Linked DNA regions of Mus musculus: regions 2, 3, 4 and 5 are each linked to region 1. The links are chromatin contacts, called in public HiChIP or PLAC-seq and promoter capture Hi-C maps. All regions are on one chromosome and are shown on one strand. The core of a region is the stretch at or near the end of the contact, and the rest is flanking DNA. Distances in the headings are between cores, read along the strand shown.

Region 1 (3,277 bases), core at 597-3,096:
GACCAGAGCCAGGCAGGTCCTTTTGCTGCACCTACTGGGCTGAGATTCCATACCTCGGCCATGGTGAATATCTTATACATCTCTGGCAGAATGACAGGAGCAACAAGTGGCATCTGTGTGTCTGTCACTTCTCGAGTAAACTCTGCAAAGACAAAAAGTAAAAGATACTTCATAAAGATGAAGTGTGAAAGCTTGCAAGCCATCTAGGTAGCAGTTCCCAGTCGGACCTAGGAATGGCCACTGGTCTAGCAAACTCACTCTGAAGAAGGACAAGGAGCCAGAAGCATTATTCGTCAGAAGGGGAGAGAGAATAGGAACACAAAAGAAGATACAAGATATTAAAAAGAAAAGCACACAGATTAAAGCCATCTGCAACACAACTGCATACAAGTAAGGCAAACAGGGGTCCTTCTGAGCTTGTGCCATGACAGCTTTGAGCACAAGTGCCATTCTGGTTTCTGTCAGTTCTGTCTCCTGACAAGTTACTTCAATGTAAACAACAAAACAAACGGGGCATAGTGGTGCATGCCTTTTTAATTCCAGCACTTGGAAGGCAGAGGCAGGCAGATCTCTGAGTCCGAGGCCAGCCTGGTCTACAGATCGAGTTCCAGGACAGCCAGGGCTACATGGTGAGAGCCTAGTCTCGAGAAAAACCAACCAATCAACCAACCAACCAACTACCAACCCTCCCACCCATCTGAAAATGTATTAAGCATCGACTCCATTTATCAATGTGTAATTCTGGGGTTAGGATTCCTGAGTGAAGGTGTTTAACCCATGTGCAGATTTGAAAGAGGTGAGGAAAGACAGGTCATATCGTCTTGTGTATGGAAAAAAATTAAATAAGAAAATGCTATGCATAAAGACCCTGTATCAATCCCCACAGGTCAAATACAGATCAAATACTGGAGACCAGCTGTTCTTTAGGAATGTGGCTTCCTTCTGAAAGATAAATTCCAAGCTTTGTCTTAATAAAATTAATATCTTAATAAAATGTCAAATTCCATTTAGACTGAAGTCAGCCCAAATAAATACATTAGATAGCATATTACCACCTCTGGGCCTAGGATCAAGCATAGCCTGCATTTATGAATAAATATAGCATAGAGCTTGGGTGCAGCTTAGCACGTTCAAGGGTCTGGTCCGATCCCCAGTGTCATCGCCACCATCACCACCACTACAAAGAAAGGAGTCTTAGTACTGAAGTGACTAACTGTACAGTTTAACTTTTCTATAATCATTGTGAGTAGTCTCAATTTGTTCATACTTTGTAGGTTTAAATTCAAAGTAAGTTTTCTGAGGTCATTATTATCAAGTCAAAAAGTCTGGGGTATTAACAACTAAATTTACAAAACTATAAGATAGAAGTAAAAGATTTATCTATTAGATCAAATATTTAAATTCTTAGCATATAGTCCCTTTATATCTTGAGACCAAGTTCTCTTTTATAAATAGTAAAATAACTCAGAAGTCAAGAACAGTATCTTCCTCCAAAAAGTCTCAAAGACACTGGGCACAGCTGGACATGCCTATTTTCCTAAGCTATTCTGGAAGGTGAGGTGGGACTACCGGAGCCAGGAGTTAAAAGTTAGCCTGGGCAACACAGAGTGACCTCCATCTCAAAATAAAAAAAGGAAAACCCTAAAGAGAACTGGTCCCACATTTCTCACACACCAATACTTTTCTGTCCTCATGGATGTTCCAGTTCCTGTGGTGTGAAGTTGAAATCAACTGGAGTAGCTATTTGTGAATGGAGGCTGGCTGCCGTCCACTTCATGCCTGCTGACTCATTACAAAGGATACACATTTCTTCACCAGTTCCTTCTCCTGGCTGGGAGAAAGTGACCTCACTGTATAGTCATTTCCTTAGTCAAGTACAAAGCCTCTTCTGCTTTCCAATCAGAGTAACTATACAGCCATCCTTTCTCTCCAGGTCTGTCAGAAAGAAGCTAACTCCGTACAGGAAAACTAGGATTTCCTCTCCTTGGCTAAAACAATTGCCCTTTGCTGGATACCCTGGCACTAGGAGAGCTAAGCAAAGGCTCTTAGAAGTTCAATTCCACAGAGCAGTCACCTCACTCATACAGAAGCAGGGAGGTGAAAGGCCAATCAAGGAACACCTTGGCCTTTCTGATGTTTCTGAGCTAAAAGCTCACCAGTAGGTACACAGTCGGAACTCTAAAAGGGTATCTGGGGGTAAGAATAGGACAAATGAAAGGTCTGACTTTGACATAGAATTGGTAACCTGCTATTAATGCTGAGTGGGCATGTAAAATGCAGCATAGATGCCAAGTAAACAGATTCAACGGCTAGACCTCGAGTGCTGCTCCTCACACACCTGAGCGTAGGAACTCGACATGCCACTCAGTGTGCAGGAGCCAGGGAATTATATCAGGAAAGGACTTTCTTGTTTGTTTGTGTAGCCTTGGCTATTCTGGAACTCACTTTGTAGACTAGGCTGGCCTCGAAGTAGAGATCTATCTGCCTCTCTCTTGAGCGCTGAGATTAAAAGCATGCACCCCCATGCCTGCCACCATGCCCGGCAGAAAAGGACTTTCAACCTCCCCTCCTTTCATATGCCAGAGCCCCAGGAACATAGAGGTTTCAGAGATCAAAGGCTCCCATCTCCTCCTCTATCACACAACACCATGCAGAACCTGCTAGAGCCAGAAGAATTGAGAACTAATTTGTAACTAAGTGCAGCTGAGCTAACAATTTACCCCATAACCAGTCTTTAAAATATACATACATATATCTATCTTATTTTTTAATTACAAATGTGTGTGTGAGCGTAGATCCTCAGAGGCCAGAGGCACTGGATCCCCTGAAGCTAGAGTTAAATAAAGGCAGCCATGAGCTGCTTGATGTGGCTACACAGAATACAACTCAGGTCATCTGCAAAAGCAGCATGCATGCTTAACTGCATGCACTAGCCTCCTTCTGAGGGGAGGGAGGGGGCTTTTGTCTGCATGTATGTCTGTGCACCGAGTGCCTGCGGAGGGACCAGGAAAGGGAGGTATACCCCTGGGATTGGGCTTACGGATGGTTAGGAGCCCTGGGAATTAAACCCAGGTCCCCTGGAGAGCAGCCAGTGCTCTTAACCACTGAGCTGTCTCTCCAGCCCCATAACCTCCCCTCTTCTTCCTATACTGTTCTTCTTAGTCTCATCCCTTACTCTTTCTACTTAATGAAAACTTCCCATCAGCTTTAACAATCTCTAAAATCTGCAGACCCCAAAGGGGTCTCAACTTTCCCCTTCTGGCTACATTTTACTAAC
Region 2 (3,573 bases), core at 492-2,991, 260 kb after region 1:
GGAGATCCTGAGACAAGCCAGGGACACCGCCCTAGACCTTAAGTCAACCCACTGTTGAAGAGGCAGGGCTTTGCCTGAGGTGGGTAGGGAGGACCATCTCTTTCCCTGGGGAGCTTCCGGAGTCTAGAAATAAAGGACCCAGAAGAAAAGCCCAAAAATGAAAACAGAAGAAAGAGAAATAAGTCAGTTCGTATATAATGCCCACTCTAATGCCAGTGTCAGACACATCCAGTCTTAGCAAGCACTGGAAGGTCTCGTTCACAGTCACGGCCAGTAAGCAGCAGACCCTGGATGCAAAGTCAGATGGGACCACACCCTGCCTCTGGGTGGCCCCGTGTATGACTGCAGCAGATTCATCTCTTCCTGTGTTATCATCCTGACTAGGAACCAGCTCATCTTCCTGTTCATATCCTCTAATATTAAATATCGCTGCATCTAGGACGGCCTCCCTGACCATATTACACTGGAACCAGATGGTCTGCTAACCCTGTCTGGGTAAAGTCAGGAGGAGGCTCTCAGAAGGACTCTCGTCTTTCTGCTAGAGGAGCCCTCACGGTGCAGAGGCAAGCTGTGGTCCAGGCTTTGCAGTTCGGTGGTCTCTGGGGGAGAAGGCTCGGGATGAAAGGACTCCAGCTTGGCCCCAGACCAGACTCTAGGTAGTTGTGTAGGATTCTTGGAAAGAGCAAGTACAGAGGCACACAATTTGGAAGCCTATGGAATGCTGGATTCATTTGCCCCGCCTCCCCTGCCCCCAGCCCACTGCCTACTCTGGGGCTCCGAGGATAGGAAGCAACTTGGTCTGTCCATCACTGTTCAGAGCCCTGGGAGACCCAGCTTATGGCATAGAGCCAAAGACCCCAGTGGACCATATGAAGACCACGGTGAGTGCTTAGCAGTACCTCCACTCCCAAAGAGAGGGTCTGCAGAGAGGGAAAGAGAAAGGCAGCTACACAGCCCCAGAGATGGGTTTATAGACACAGCGGCATCCTCCTATGGCATCAGCAGCTTGAGACTTGAAGAGCTAGGTGACAGGGTCTCACTAAATCATTGCCTCTCCAGGCACGCTACGGCCAAGGGCTCTGGCAGGGAACCAGGGTCCTAGGCTTATCCCAGTTCCTCCTGTACTTCCTCCAGTTACTGCAGATGCACGAGTTCTGTTGGTCATCAGCCAAGGAAGCCCAAGGCTAAGGCAAATGGTAGTTTGGGGCGGGTTATATCCATCTACAGTGGGCAAGTTAGCAGAGCCACACAGGAGGGTTGTGCTGATAGGGGAGGGAAAGCTGGCTCTGGCTGCGGGTCCCAGTAACCGCAAGAAAAGAAGACTCCAGAGACAGCCAGACTAGACAACATTGACGGTTTGTTTTTGCCAACCAACACCATCTAAGTCTGTTTGAAATCACCCAACATACTTGATAGTCCAGGAGAATAAAGAGAAAAACTGAGGTTGTTTGTTTGTTTGTTTGTTTTTGTGGGACAGGGGTAGTTCTATAGATAGAGCCTATGCCAAGAATCAAAGTCTTAAACACCATTGAGGGTAACAGACCCAGCTCTGCTCTCTAGGCCGTTAAAGTCCTCTGCTCGCCTAGTTTTCCCATACAGTGCAGGGCTGCCCCACCCGAGGCTCTCACCCACCCCCGTCTTTCATCTAGTGTAGAGTTGAGTGGGTAAGCCTCGCTGCTTTTCCCAGCCCAAATGACGCAGGGGCCAGCTGGCTGCTGCAGAGGAGGGCGTGGGAATCCTGTGGGTTGTGCTGGGCAACTGCGCCCTCTAGTGGTAGCCACAGAACGATGCACAGACACGCAGACAAAGGGTGAACCAGATTTCCTATCTCCTTTTGCACCATCTCTTCCCAAGGCCTCTATGATACAGTCGGCGCCAGATGACTTAGGCCCTGCTCAAAAGGAAGTGGAAGAACAGCTTGTGGTCCTTGACAACTTCTAAACCAAACCCTTGGAGGAGAGAGGAGGCCAGTGCTTCTGCACTCTGGCCACACCTTCTGTGAAAGCCTTCATCCGGCTACAGCATACTCTCATGTCTCTCAAAACTCTTTCAGCCTCTCCTGTCTGAGATGCTACCCCTGCCAGAGGAAAATCCTAAGCCTCCATCCCATGCAGAGACTTGAAAGCCACAGTGTGGGCTTCTCAGGGGACAGGGATCTGCTTCTGGTCACCCCAAAGGGGAACTTCAAGCATTCCCTAAGGAAGCACTCATTCACTGAGAACCCATCTTATGCCACAACATCTGCAGCCACAGTCTCTCAGCAGGCCCAAAGGGAACCAGAGTCAAACCCCAGTTTACAGAGTGGAGGGTCGGGTCTCAGAAGGTCAAGTGTCTTGTCCGTGAGCGACTATTTGTCAATAATCTCTGGTTTCTGCAAGCCAGGTGCTAAGCTAAGTGTGTTATTACACAGACTCTGTTATACAGATGTCCCCATAAGCTAGGCTGTCCGGTGAGCTAGGTTAGAGTTAGCTCCCTGTTACAGATGAAGGTTCAGAGACAGGAACAGGCACATGGCACATGGTATATTCTAAGTCACAAACAAAGTCAGACACAAAAACACACACCTAGGAAGTATCAGAAGCATAGAAACACAATTCTATTTCCCCCTTACTCTGATACTGGCTTTATGTTGTTATTATTATATTTTATTTTTATGTATGTGTATGCATATGATATATGAGTGTAAGCCCTGTGCATGGCCAGAAGAGGGCGCTGGATCCCCTAGAGCTGGAGTTACAGGCAGTTGTGAGCCACCTAAGGTGGGTGCTGGGAGGCAAACAAGAACTTTGGGAGGAGTAGCAGGAACTCCTAACCATTGAGCCATCCATCCAGACCTCTTTACTGGTGCTGTTTGCTTTGTTTTTCATCTGCTTTTTTTTGGAACCCTAGGTTGCCTCCTTTCTGCCCCTTTGAATGCCTCACATAAGGCTCCATTGCCACCACAGCACAGCACAAAGACGGTATCTCAGGAGCCACACGGCATAGCACAGAGACAGCATTTTGGATACCATATATAGCACAGCACAACACAGCGACCACATCTCAGGTGCCACACAGCACAGCACAGAGACAGCATCTCTTCTTCAGCTTCCGAGGCATCCTCTGTCTTTTTACAAGAGCCATAGAAATGACCTTGGTGTCCCCTTCCTTCTTCCCTTCATCTTTTAATTCCTGCCGAAGCAAAGTCATGCCTGCCTTTTTTCTCAACATGATTACAGTAAAGGGACTGGATTGCAGCCAGCGGTTTCCTGGGCAATGGCCTGTTCTTCCCAGTGTAAGGGGTGTGAGCAAGTGGGCCACGGTGAACTCATGTAGAAACTGGGACGATGAAGAGATATCTGCTGGCAAGTCACCGCCAGCAGAGGACGGTGCTCGGGGAGAAGATGCAGTCAGTGTGGGCTCCCCATGGAGGGCAGACAACCTAAAAGCAAGCCTTAACCATCTCCCAGGGTTGCCTCTGTGTTTGGGCACATGGACACTAGGACGGGGACTATAGGATATGTTCAGGGGCTATGCTAAGGGACGCTGGATGAGCACACATGCCAAGCTTTTGTTTTTCTTCCTGAACCACTG
Region 3 (3,548 bases), core at 752-3,251, 280 kb after region 1:
ATAATATTTGTCCGAGAATGCACATTGTCCTATGGAGGGATGAGAAGGCTGCAGATTAGTGCCTGCGATGAGCCCCTTGCTCTAAAGGTGTGGGCACACACTCCAAGTCTGCTGCCACTGGATCTAAGGAGTTCTTTTACTTCTTGGCTACCTCAGTTTTCTACAATGGTAGGACTTGTCCTGTAACGTTGCCGAAAGGATTAAAGGAGGTAACGGAGGTGACATGCTTGTGCCTGGCTATAGTACGTCCTCAATAAACAGTTTTAAGAGACTGCATTTAACTTAACACGCACCGGTTGGAATCCTCTTACTTTTCAGAGTCCCCACAGCCTGCATAGGGTCGCCTTGTCTTAAGAAGACATCATTGCATATGGGTGACACACACCTGTAATCTCAGCACTCAGGAGGCTAAGGCAAAGGGATCGTGAGTTTGAAGCCAACTTGGGTTACACAGACTGTCTTTCCCCGGTGCTCACCAAATAGGGCTGCCTAGGTTTCTTGGCCCTGAAGTCCCAAGGACAAAAAACTGTGGAAGTCGTGCAAAAAAACACCAGAAACTGAACTGCCCACTGCCACAGAGAAAATGGACATGCGTGGGACCCTTGCAGCCACACTGGTAATGCCAACATGACATCACCCCTTGGGTACTTCCCAGAGTGAAAAGGAAGGCCAACATGATACTTTTGTGAGATTTGAGTCTTATATTTAGATCAACATTTCTCTCCTGTGACCCCCTCCCCCAACACCACTCTATTCTGAATGCCTGCCTCAAGCACACATCTCCAACAGTGAACTTAAGTTCGTGGGTAAACACAGGAGGGTGTCCATGGGTGTGAAAGAGAAATAAAGGACCCAGTCTTGTTGGGGTGACAGGCAGAGTGTGTGAAGGCCATAGGTGAGAGCGTCAGAGAGAAACAGGCAGGAGCCAGTATGGGCAGAGTTCTCTTTGGAGAAGAGGCAGGGTCCTACCCATAAGTGGCCTCTGCCAAGTGCCTACCTTGTGAGTGGTTTTTGTCTGAACACAGTGATGATTCAGTTGTTCTGAATCAAACAAATGGATTTCCCTTAAATATGAAAATCAATGAGAGGTAAAGACCAGGGCTGCAGATGGGGTCAGATGGAACGAGCCAGAAGGAGGCTGGGGGTGGGGGGTGGGGAGGGAGCAGATTGGTTGATGAAGGGTGGAGACCTACTCATGGCCACCATAATCTCCATAATGGAGAAGGTGGCTTGCAGGACTGCTGACCCCACTAAGGCAGGTCCCTTCTCTGTCCTCTGCTGCTGTGCACCAGCTCTGCCTCAGGGCAGTTTGTTATCAAGAGGATTAATGTCAGTGTGACAAACAGGGTTTTCAAAATCAGCCCAAGAAGTTTGTGCCCAGCCCATTGAGTCTCAGACCTGGCCTGAGATGAGAGCACTGGAAGCCCCAGAAAGCATAGGAAAAAAAAATTTTTTTCTGCCACAGCCTGATTGCTTTGTAGGGTGGGGTAGATCTTTTCTTCCTATGCTGAGCTCTGTAGGCCAGTGTTCAATTGTCCTGCCACTGGGGTCACCTGATGTGGGACTTTGGACATTTGAATAGAATGCACTCCCTGTGGCCTATAACAGGGCAGTCTTGACCTCCTTGCCTCTTTCAGGGTTCGTAGAGCCGTTTGCAGGGAACTGGGCAGGGATATGAAGACAGTATGTGGCTTCATTTTCCTCAGCAAGAAACATTGTTAGTGCTCTTGAGGTGGAGTCCAGGGACCTTCTGACTTCCTCCTCCAAAGCCAGTGGAAAAACACTGCGCCTGGCTGCAGAGGACATGATTCCCTCCATGCCCGGCTGGTGCCACTTACAGAAATACAGCACCTCAGTTTGCTCGTCAGTGAAAGTGGGTATCCCACCCAGGACACACTACCAAGGCTGTGGTATCAGTGAGATCATAGAAGAGGGTGTGGCTTAGACAGTGCCACTCAAACATAAGCAGAAGCACAGTAATCACACAGAAAGTACCCAGTCATACCCAGCCCTGCCCCACCCACACCAGGTCATGCTCAGCTCCCGGGCCCTGCACTGGGTCCCCCCAACCCTCCCAACCCCTCACTTCACTGTTTCTGGCCTCAGTGCTGCACAGTATATTTTTTGAGAAATAGAAGTCTGTCCAGGCATAACCCTGTCCTCTCTACTTGGTTCATCAGCCAGCAAGGGGCTTCTGCTCCAGCCAGAATGCTTTGCCCCTGCCCTGTCCTTGGCCACTCTGACCTCATGCTGCTGGCCCTGGGTCCTGCTTTTAACGCTGATTGCTGGAGTGAACGAGGGCCCGGGAGGAAGAGTCTGTGGGGAAAGCTGGCAGAGCGATGAACGTTTTACACGAGCCAGCGAGTCACTGCCTTATCGGGAAGATGAGCTGCTCCCTCTTACCAGGAAGTACGATGTGCGGAGAGCCAGTGTTTTTCCAAAGATGGCCTTTGAAGAGGAGTGTTCCTTTAAGGGCTGGGAAAGCAGGAGTGAGGCTGGTGGAGAGAAACTGGGCCCCTTTAAGATGCCTGGCTCTGGCAGGCTTTGCAGTCTTGGAGGTAATAAGAGTCTGGCCACCTATATGCACTTGCTGGGTGTCTATAGCTGCTTTAAGCACTCAATCTATACCAAGCCATATCATAACAAGCCTATATAATAAACATCAGTCGGGTTTTTTTGCCTTTTATCAAAAAGTCTTGGTTTCATTTTTTTAAAAATGTGTTTGTATGTGCAAGTGTGTGTGTGTTCAGTGTGTGTAGGAGGCATGAGTGCAAGAGAACAGCCCTAGGCATCATTCTCAGGAATGCTGTCCACTTCCTTCCAGACAGGATCTCTCACTGGGCTGGAGATCATCAATGGGGCCATATTGTCTGGCCAGAGTCCCGAGGCTCCGCCTGTCTCTGCCTCCCCAGCCCTGGGATCACATGCCCTCATATTTGATTCAGGAGATTGGCCTCAGGTCCCTTTGCTGGCGGAGTCATCCCCTGTGCCCCTCCACTGCCCCTCCCCCACACCCTAACGTTTCTTTAAAAAAAAAAAACAAAAAAAAAACTTTTTTGTTGTTATTTTTGTTTTTTGTTTTTCAAGACAGGGTTTCTCTGTGTAGCCCTGGCTGTCCAGGAACTCACTCTGTAGATCAGGCTGGCCTTGAACTCAGAAACCCGCCTGCCTCTGCATTCCAAGTGTTGGGATTAAAGGCGTGTGCTACCACTGCTTGGCTTCTGAAGTTTCTTTTTAAAAGGCAGGATCAGGATGGGGAGCTGGGGGGCTGGAAAGATGGCTCAGCGGTTAAGAGCACCAACTGCTCTTTTGGAGGTCCTGAGTTCAAATCCCAGCACCCACATGGTGGCTCACAACTATCAGTAATGAGATCTGATGCCCTCTTCTGGTTTGTCTGAAGACAGCTACAGTGTACTTACAGATAATAAATAAATAAATGTATATTTTTAAAAAAAGGGTGGGATGCTGCAGAGGTGGCTCAGCAGTTAAGAGAATTGGCTGCTTTTCTGAAGGGTACAGATTTGATTCCCAGCACCCACACGGAAGCT
Region 4 (3,583 bases), core at 198-2,697, 390 kb before region 1:
GTCTTGGCTTTTCCATCTGCAAGGTGGGCATAGCCCAGGGGCCTTGTGTGTTGAGGCCAAGATAGATGAAAGAGACAGTGGGTGCTTAGCAGCGGCAGGACTGCTCTATAATTCAGCCAGCAGCCGCTGAGCCAAATGCCCTGCACAGCAAGACAGTGGCTAATTGAGAAAGAGTTAGGCAGTGTGCCCCAAAAGTGAAGAAACAGCTACTTGTTGGCTTTTTTGAGGTGCCAACTCACTCCATATCTGTGCCCCAATCCTCACCTGACTTCCCAGCAAAGCTAAACAGCCCCACATTCCAGGGTGGAGGTGCTCTCTCCCGCCGGCCCACTGTTAATTGCAATCCAATCTCAGCACCACCCAGGAGTTGGGCTTCTCTAGGGAGGCTCCAGAATCAGCACACAGTAGGTCCACTCAGTATACATTGGGCCAGGGGGGTAGGACAACCAGGGTCTCTCCTAAGGACTCCCATTGTCTCATTAACACTCTGATCTGCTCTGGGCACAGTTGGGAGGTCACCCTGGGAGAAGGATCACTCTGAGAGGAACTACGCAGCCTTCCTGGAAAGGAACTTTCTCTTATGGAGATTTAGAGGACTAGACTGGCCTGTTCTAACTGTGTAGTCATCAGTCACAGCTATGGAGGAGGAGCAGATAGTCTAAGCCTTGCACAGTAGTGGGAACAGATGGGAATGTTCCTGCATCCAGGCTGGGGCATGCTGCCCTGACACAGTGCTCCTTCATATACAGTTGGTCAAAGGGTCTGGATTCCAGGAGAGTTGAACCCAGCGCTGCTGTTCCTCCTGCTATGTACTAAGCACAAGAGAGCAGCCATGTTCTTAGGAATCATACCCACAGGAAATAATATATGACTGACCTAGGTATGAGTCTCTCATCGGTTTCCCCATACAACCACAGATTCTGGAGCCAAGGCATCTTGGGGTAGACGTTACAGAGTGGTTTTTCCCAACATGTTGCTTCCCCCATCACAGCCTGACTTCCAGAATCTTAGCTTCTGCTGCACTGGATTCCTAAGACTCCATCAACTTAAGAGCAGTCGGGGGGGGGGGCTAGAAAATGGGGGCTTGTTTATAACTGGAGAAGGAGATTCAAAAGTTGTGATAAACTCCTGATCTCTCATGAACCTTTCCCCACCCTTGCCGGCTTACACTTGTGGTGATCTGGGGCCCTTCTCTCCCAGAGCCCCCAACTCCATATCCAGCACCAGGTGGCTGTGGTAGCCAGTTCCCTCAGGGGAGCTAAAGACCCCAGCTGGCATGACCAGTCACTCTTGCAGAGCCTGGCTGATTGTTTGCCCAGTGGGGCCCCACTCGGCCCACTCTGCAGGGGCTGGCAGGCCTCCAGAGGAAGTGATGGGAGGGCTTGGGTGCATTCTGACCTTAGCTGAATTCCTGGATGATGATGTGTGAATAATATGGCTTTTTAAGAGTCAACAGCTCGGGCGCTTTTTATAGGCAGGCTGTGGTGCTGAGCGGGCCACTTCCCCATTAATCATTTAGCTAGTTAGATCAGCTGGCAAACACTCCTGACATTATTCCATGGTATTCCTCTCCCTTCTGTCAGCAGCCACCCTTAAGCAGACATCAAAACTGCCATCAGGTCAGCCCCAGCCCACCCCGAAATCTTCCAGTCTCCAAGCTTCATGCCCCAGTCCCTCTGCCTTGTTAACTGTTTCCTTCTACGCATTATTTGATGTCTCTGCTAGCAGGGACCCTGCCCTCCTACTTCCTGGGCTACCTACCCTGAACTACCTTGTACCCACCTAAAGGGAGAAGGAATTCTTGCTGAGTGACATCTTAGAGAAGAGTCCCAGAATGGGCACACAGGTGACCAGGACCGGATCATACCCTGCTGGCCCTTCCTAAGCCCACACCCCGACTCTAGTCAAGATGTCCTCACCCAGCAGACTAGGACTTAAACAGGCTCTCCCACTCACAGTGTCTCCAGATTGTGCAGCCCCTCGAAGCTGTGGGTCCCCACATGCTGGATGCGGTTGTTATGTAGATGCCTGCGTGGGAAGGAGAGAGACACATCAGAGTGTGTGGCACAACCTCGGAGCCAGGGCAGACAGTGTACACAGCAGCAGAATAAGGGTGTAGCACCAACAGATAAACCCCAGTGGTCCAACCTCTTTTCTCCAGGGACAAGCAAATCAGCCAAGACCCATTTCTGAAGCCACGATTGCCAAGGCAGGATCGACCACAGGCTGGATACCTTATTGCCTTCCTAGTGATCCGCTCTGGGAAGAGGAAAGCCCAGCCAAGGCTCCAGCGAGTTCTGACTAAGCACTGGGAGAGAGACCTGATGTCATAGGGGCTCACATCTGAGGCTTCTTCTCTGGCCCCACTCCTTAGGACTCAGCCAGCCTGACTCAGTGGCCAGACGTTCTTAGAGGAGCCAACAGTCAACCACTGCAGACAACATATAATTAAAGGCTAAACTTTGTTACAACTGGAGAGAGCTGTGGTCATGCTGAGAGAGCTGGGAGGTTGGTGAGGCTGAGGCAGCAAGCATGGCCTCTCAGAGCAGAGGTGGCACTCCTCAGCAGGGCCTTGACAGGCAACTCGCTTGAGTGGAGGGAAGGGATTCCAGGCTCAGATGGGTGACAGGAAGGTGCATGAGTTACCTGACTGTGCAGAGGGAAGTTTTAGGAGAGCTTCCCAAGGAAAACAGTTCGCTGAAAGCAAAACAAAATTGCCTTCTGCCTGCTCATAATTGAGCAAAAATAACAAGACCAAACTCCACTCCACCTGAAGTCTCTTACAAGGAGCAAAAGTCAGGCAAGGCACCCAGCCTTGTGTAGAGACGCTGTAGACCTTGTGGCCAAGCAAACAGTTAGGGGGAGGGTCTTCAAAAGTCCTTGTTTCAGAGAATGATCTAGTGAGAAAACAAACTCTGAGATTTGATTCCCCACCCCCACCCCCAAAAAATCCCACTCGAATTTGTGAGGACCAATCACGTAAATATTCTTGTTTTCTTCTGTACTCTGTCATCCAAAGGGAACAGGCAAAAGAGAAGGTAAACGGAAAGCTTCAGACTAGTCATGGAGGAGGGAGCCAGAGGTGTGTGAAGCCCAGGGGTACCCATGGGCAGAGGGACTCAACTCCACACTTAATACGATGTGGCAGAGACTCAGCCCAGGTGGCCTCCCCAAGACTGGCCACCAGCTCAGCACATGCTGCCTCTCCCACCTACCCCACCAGGGTACAGAATGGGACAGAAGTAACTTCTGTGGACTTAGCCCACACAGGGCAGCTTGGCAGGGACAACCAACAGAGCCTAGACATGATGTGTTCCCCAGAGCTTCCCAAGGGTCCCCCCAAAGAAGAAACCACAGGCTAACAAAGGGAGAAGGGGATTGTGAAGAATAGCAAAGATCCAAGCCTTGAAGAAAATTCAACTAATGCTGGACATGGTAGTGAAACCCTGCAACCCCAGCAATTTGGAAGTAGAGGCAGGAGGACCAGGAGTTCAGAGTTACTCTTGACTACATAGTGAGTTGGAGGCTAGCCTGGGCTACACGAGACCCTGCCTCAAAAAAGAAAATTACAATTAATGAATGA
Region 5 (3,345 bases), core at 450-2,949, 430 kb after region 1:
CTGGGTGGTAGGGTTTAACAAACAGACTTGAGCCAGATTTGTAACCTCCATCCTGACTACTACACACAGTTGGATCTTTCTGGGAGCTAAAGAACATCTCATTGAAGCCCATACAGCTTTTGCAAGTTACCTTGCTTGCCCTGAATGGCCTGAGGCAGCCCCTCTGGCTCAGAAGGGAAAGGTCCAGATGAGTGGCTGAAACCGATAGGACAGATAATCCTAAGAGTCTTGTTTCTAGGGGAAAGGGTCTTCCCACCGCTGTTAAGCAATTCCTTAACCAGAGATTTGCATCACGAACAACGGGGAAGTGGTCAGGCTCCTCAGATTATGAGCCCAGGCCTTCCAACAGCCCATGCCAGCTCCCTTAGTATGGCCCCCAGTGGGACTTTCCTACCCGTGATTCTGGGATTTGGTAGATGTTCTGTGGGACAGTCCAAAAACTCATTCAGAGCAGGAATGTGGGGTACTTGGAGGGGGAGTCAAATCTTTTCCTATTCTCCCTGCTACTGGGGTCTACCATTTCAGTGAGCGAGAAGCCAGGGCCTGTAGCTGGGGCGCTTCTCTCTCAATGCTTTCAGTTGCTAGGCATGCTAAGCTGCTCCATCCTCAGTAGTGGTTGGCAGGCAATGGTCCTTGAGGCTCAGGCATGTCACGAGGAGTGAGGCTGCCATATTGCTTGAATGTTGACTTGTGAATCAGAGTTCAGGCCTAACTCTGAGCTGGTTGTGGTCTGCGCTGCTGCCAGGCTTTGCACCGCACACTAACCTGTTCTGCTTGCTCCCTTTGCTGTCGCCACCGCCACCTCCTGCACCCGGAAGAGGAAGACTGGAGTGAAGAAGAGGAGGACGGTAGTACAGCGTTCCCTATCCTGTGCCTGTCCCTGCTTTCTTGCTCCTCCTGGGCTCTGGGCTTAGGCTAGGGAGACCAACAACTTCAGAGGGCCAGGACCCTAGGACCCCTCCCCCATTCCCTCTTTTCCTTCTGGGAGGGAAGTGGGAAGGATCTGGGCTATCCTGTCTTCCCACCTGCTCCACATATGGTCACAGAAGGATTCCTGTGATAGGAACAAACCCCAGCTGCTCCACTGCTCATGTCAGTGTTCATGTGGGGACCTTCCCTGTTTTGCCTAAGGCAAGGTTGGGCTCTGGGGACAGAAAAGGCCAGAAATAGCCAGAGCAGAAAGGACATGATGTCAGCTTTCAGATGTGTTCTGCTGAGAGGTGGGGTGAAGGTGGACTTGCTTCTTGGGGGTAACAGGAGGCGAGGGGAGACAGAATGGGGCTTAATTTTAGGACTGGCTTTCCTACAGTGATGTCCAGGGAGGCCTAAGTGTGACCTGTTCCTTGGGCTTCTAAATGACCACTGGGCCCATGGCACGTGGCACAGGAAAATGAAACTTAGGGTGAATGGGAGAAGAGGTGGCCTCAGGGTGGACCCCATAGCTGGCCACCTTCCTCTACTCTTATGCTACCTGACAAACCTCCTGGAGGGTTGAAAGAAGAGGCACCCCAGGACTTCAGTGGGGACCCAGTCCTAAGAAAGGAGGGCAGAGACGATGAGGCAGTGGGGGTGGAGGCCCTCTCTCCTCTGATGGTTCTTTCTGTCCTGAGGTGTTTCTTCTCCCTCTGCCAAGGGGCCACCACTTGTCAGTCTATCAATCACTGAATGTTACAAGCACTTCCGCCAAGCTGAGTCATGGTCTGGATGGCATCCTGTCTCCCTAATCTGTCTGTCCCTTCAGAATGTTGGGAGAGGCGGGGTCCATCCACATCCTGTCAAGCAAACGATGAAAATAGAAACTGCTGGCAACCTTCTGGGTAGCACATCTCTCTAACTATTGGACCTTTCATCCGCCCGCACAACCTCTGTTGGGTTTGGAAGAAGGACTTGAAGAGACACTGGATTCACAACAGACTTTCCCTAGCACCTCAGTTTAGTCAGGACCTGTCCTGTGGTGCCAGCACCTCTGGGGTGAACAGTTGGGGAAGACGATGGATTTCTGTCCCCAGGAAGGTCATGGGGGAAGCTAGTGCTAAACTGGACAGAAAGAGGCTAGACAGAACTTCACCCCAACTAGTCCCCAGCAGTGAGTCTTGATGTCCTGTCACTGGTGTTTCCCACCGCCACACCATTATATTTTATCTATGTATATAATGTGTTTCTACACTAGGGAAGACCCAGCTCAGATTTCCAAACTCTCAGGGAGCCAAATTTAGGGGTACTTACCAGTCAGATGGGACCCTTCTGTTGGATTTCACTTTACCTGCAAAGGAGCAGACAGGGAACTCTGGGGCACTGACTTACTTGGGGGGCGGTTGAGGCATGGATGAGAGTGTAGATGAGTGGGTGAGGTTATAGGAATCTTTGCTTGCAGAAGTAGTCCTGGGCTGGGCGTGGCTTTGTGCTCCAGTTTGAACCAGGAGCCAAACAGCATTCCTCTGTCATTTGGGTCTGTGGCTCCTATATCATGTGAGCCTGGATGTTACTGGCTCTGTTCTACCCTCCCGATGTGATCTCTGTTCTGGGGGTGCTTTCTGCACGTTAAGAGAGAGGGTCAGTTGGTCATGGTGTCTTTTTTACCTCTCCAGAGCAAGAGGAGGCAGTGGAGGAGGAGGAGGCTGGTGGGGCTGAACCTGAGCCTGAGGGTGAGGCTGAGACAGAGGAGGCCAACGTAGAAGGTACAGCCCAGGGTGAGGGGATGAGGGGCTAGGGGTGGTGTCTTAAGTCGTCCAACAGGTGCTTGCTAGCTTGTGTCCCTGTCTGGGCTCGGGGGATGCAGCAGTCTGCTTTCTGGGTGATGATTGTCAATACAGAGCTTCGTTTGTGGTTGACCCTACAAACCAGCAGAATATCCTGCCTGACCATGGGGAATGCTCTTGGGGGAATCTGAGTTGGAACAGGACCTCTGTTGATTGATCATGTTTTGTTTAGAGGTTGGTCCTGATGAAGAAGCCAAAGATGCTGAAGGTAAGTGATGCTGGCACAAGAGAACTCCTCATAGTAGCCTTGGGTGAGACTGTGTCCAGGGATTCCTGTGTAACCAGAGGGTGTACAGGAAAGGGTTGGAAGCCAGAATTTGGTGGTACTTGCTGGGCTTGGGAGGGTGGGACTCAAAACCTTTGTCTTCATCTCAGAGAAGTAGCCTTAGTGTCCAACAGGAGAGAGACCCAGTGTCTAGCCCCTGCTCTCAGAAGTAACAGTCACACCTGACACTCCTGGTACCCAGGCAATGCCAGTGAGGACTGATGTTTGGAGGAACGACTTCCAAGACATGCATGGTCCATACTGTGGCATCATGGTCCCTGTTAGGCTGCAGCCTCTGTCAGTTGTTTCCAGTCACACCTA

The links. HiChIP or PLAC-seq counts read pairs in DNA pulled down with a chosen protein or histone mark. Capture Hi-C pulls out chosen DNA fragments and counts their contacts.
Region 2: a contact with region 1 is called in a promoter capture Hi-C map of adipose tissue. The contact joins two enhancer-like sites. A contact is called at or near these places in 2 of 15 datasets of contacts at CTCF or cohesin (embryonic stem cells and pro-B cells), 13 of 484 Hi-C or Micro-C datasets (the AML12 cell line, the Ba/F3 cell line, the G1E-ER4 cell line and 6 more), 8 of 115 datasets of contacts at active chromatin or transcription factors (the HPC-7 cell line, embryonic basal ganglia, embryonic stem cells and 2 more) and 4 of 9 other capture datasets (adipose tissue, bone marrow-derived macrophages, embryonic stem cells and 1 more).
Region 3: an H3K4me3 HiChIP or PLAC-seq map of bone marrow-derived macrophages shows a contact between it and region 1, with 2.8 times the contacts expected there. The contact joins two enhancer-like sites. A contact is called at or near these places in 1 of 39 promoter capture datasets (embryonic stem cells), 3 of 15 datasets of contacts at CTCF or cohesin (the NIH/3T3 cell line, embryonic stem cells and pro-B cells), 19 of 484 Hi-C or Micro-C datasets (the Ba/F3 cell line, the G1E-ER4 cell line, the HL-1 cell line and 8 more), 23 of 115 datasets of contacts at active chromatin or transcription factors (the HPC-7 cell line, the NIH/3T3 cell line, acute myeloid leukemia and 13 more) and 4 of 9 other capture datasets (adipose tissue, bone marrow-derived macrophages, embryonic stem cells and 1 more).
Region 4: a contact with region 1 is called in a FOXA1 HiChIP or PLAC-seq map of pancreatic cancer cells. The contact joins two enhancer-like sites. A contact is called at or near these places in 1 of 115 datasets of contacts at active chromatin or transcription factors (pancreatic cancer cells) and 3 of 9 other capture datasets (adipose tissue, liver and pancreatic islet).
Region 5: a contact with region 1 is called in a FOXA1 HiChIP or PLAC-seq map of pancreatic cancer cells. The contact joins two enhancer-like sites. A contact is called at or near these places in 1 of 115 datasets of contacts at active chromatin or transcription factors (pancreatic cancer cells) and 1 of 9 other capture datasets (adipose tissue).

Annotation. Positions count from the first base shown.
Region 1 is chr1:135,409,340-135,412,616 of GRCm38.p6, forward strand. Ipo9 (importin 9) reads right to left here. Exons shown (of 24, transcript NM_153774.1): 5 at 54-142. Among named protein-coding and RNA genes, the nearest start is that of Ipo9, 20 kb to the right of the region's middle. Within about 2 kb of position 1,847, at least 79 of the 459 cell types and tissues checked have an H3K27ac peak or open chromatin away from gene starts, as enhancers often do. A contact at or near this core is called in the HL-1 cell line, the HPC-7 cell line, the NIH/3T3 cell line and 3 more, where this site is marked.
Region 2 is chr1:135,668,855-135,672,427 of GRCm38.p6, forward strand. It overlaps a transcript of Nav1 not described here. Among named protein-coding and RNA genes, the nearest start is that of Gm32835, 17 kb to the right of the region's middle. Within about 2 kb of position 1,742, at least 151 of the 459 cell types and tissues checked have an H3K27ac peak or open chromatin away from gene starts, as enhancers often do. A contact at or near this core is called in adipose tissue and bone marrow-derived macrophages, where this site is marked.
Region 3 is chr1:135,689,255-135,692,802 of GRCm38.p6, forward strand. It overlaps Gm32835 (a long non-coding RNA gene), which reads left to right. Exons shown (of 2, transcript XR_387422.3): 1 at 1-616; 2 at 2,181-2,693. Among named protein-coding and RNA genes, the nearest start is that of Gm32835, 2.9 kb to the left of the region's middle. Within about 2 kb of position 2,002, at least 65 of the 459 cell types and tissues checked have an H3K27ac peak or open chromatin away from gene starts, as enhancers often do. A contact at or near this core is called in the HL-1 cell line, the HPC-7 cell line, the NIH/3T3 cell line and 3 more, where this site is marked.
Region 4 is chr1:135,019,819-135,023,401 of GRCm38.p6, forward strand. It overlaps Lgr6 (leucine-rich repeat-containing G protein-coupled receptor 6), which reads right to left. Exons shown (of 18, transcript NM_001033409.3): 6 at 1,957-2,028. Among named protein-coding and RNA genes, the nearest start is that of Ube2t, 59 kb to the left of the region's middle. Within about 2 kb of position 1,448, at least 79 of the 459 cell types and tissues checked have an H3K27ac peak or open chromatin away from gene starts, as enhancers often do. A contact at or near this core is called in adipose tissue and pancreatic cancer cells, where this site is marked.
Region 5 is chr1:135,842,967-135,846,311 of GRCm38.p6, forward strand. It overlaps Tnnt2 (troponin T2, cardiac), which reads left to right. Exons shown (of 15, transcript NM_001130181.2): 4 at 2,589-2,678; 5 at 2,932-2,967. Among named protein-coding and RNA genes, the nearest start is that of Tnnt2, 8.3 kb to the left of the region's middle. Within about 2 kb of position 1,700, at least 33 of the 459 cell types and tissues checked have an H3K27ac peak or open chromatin away from gene starts, as enhancers often do. A contact at or near this core is called in pancreatic cancer cells, where this site is marked.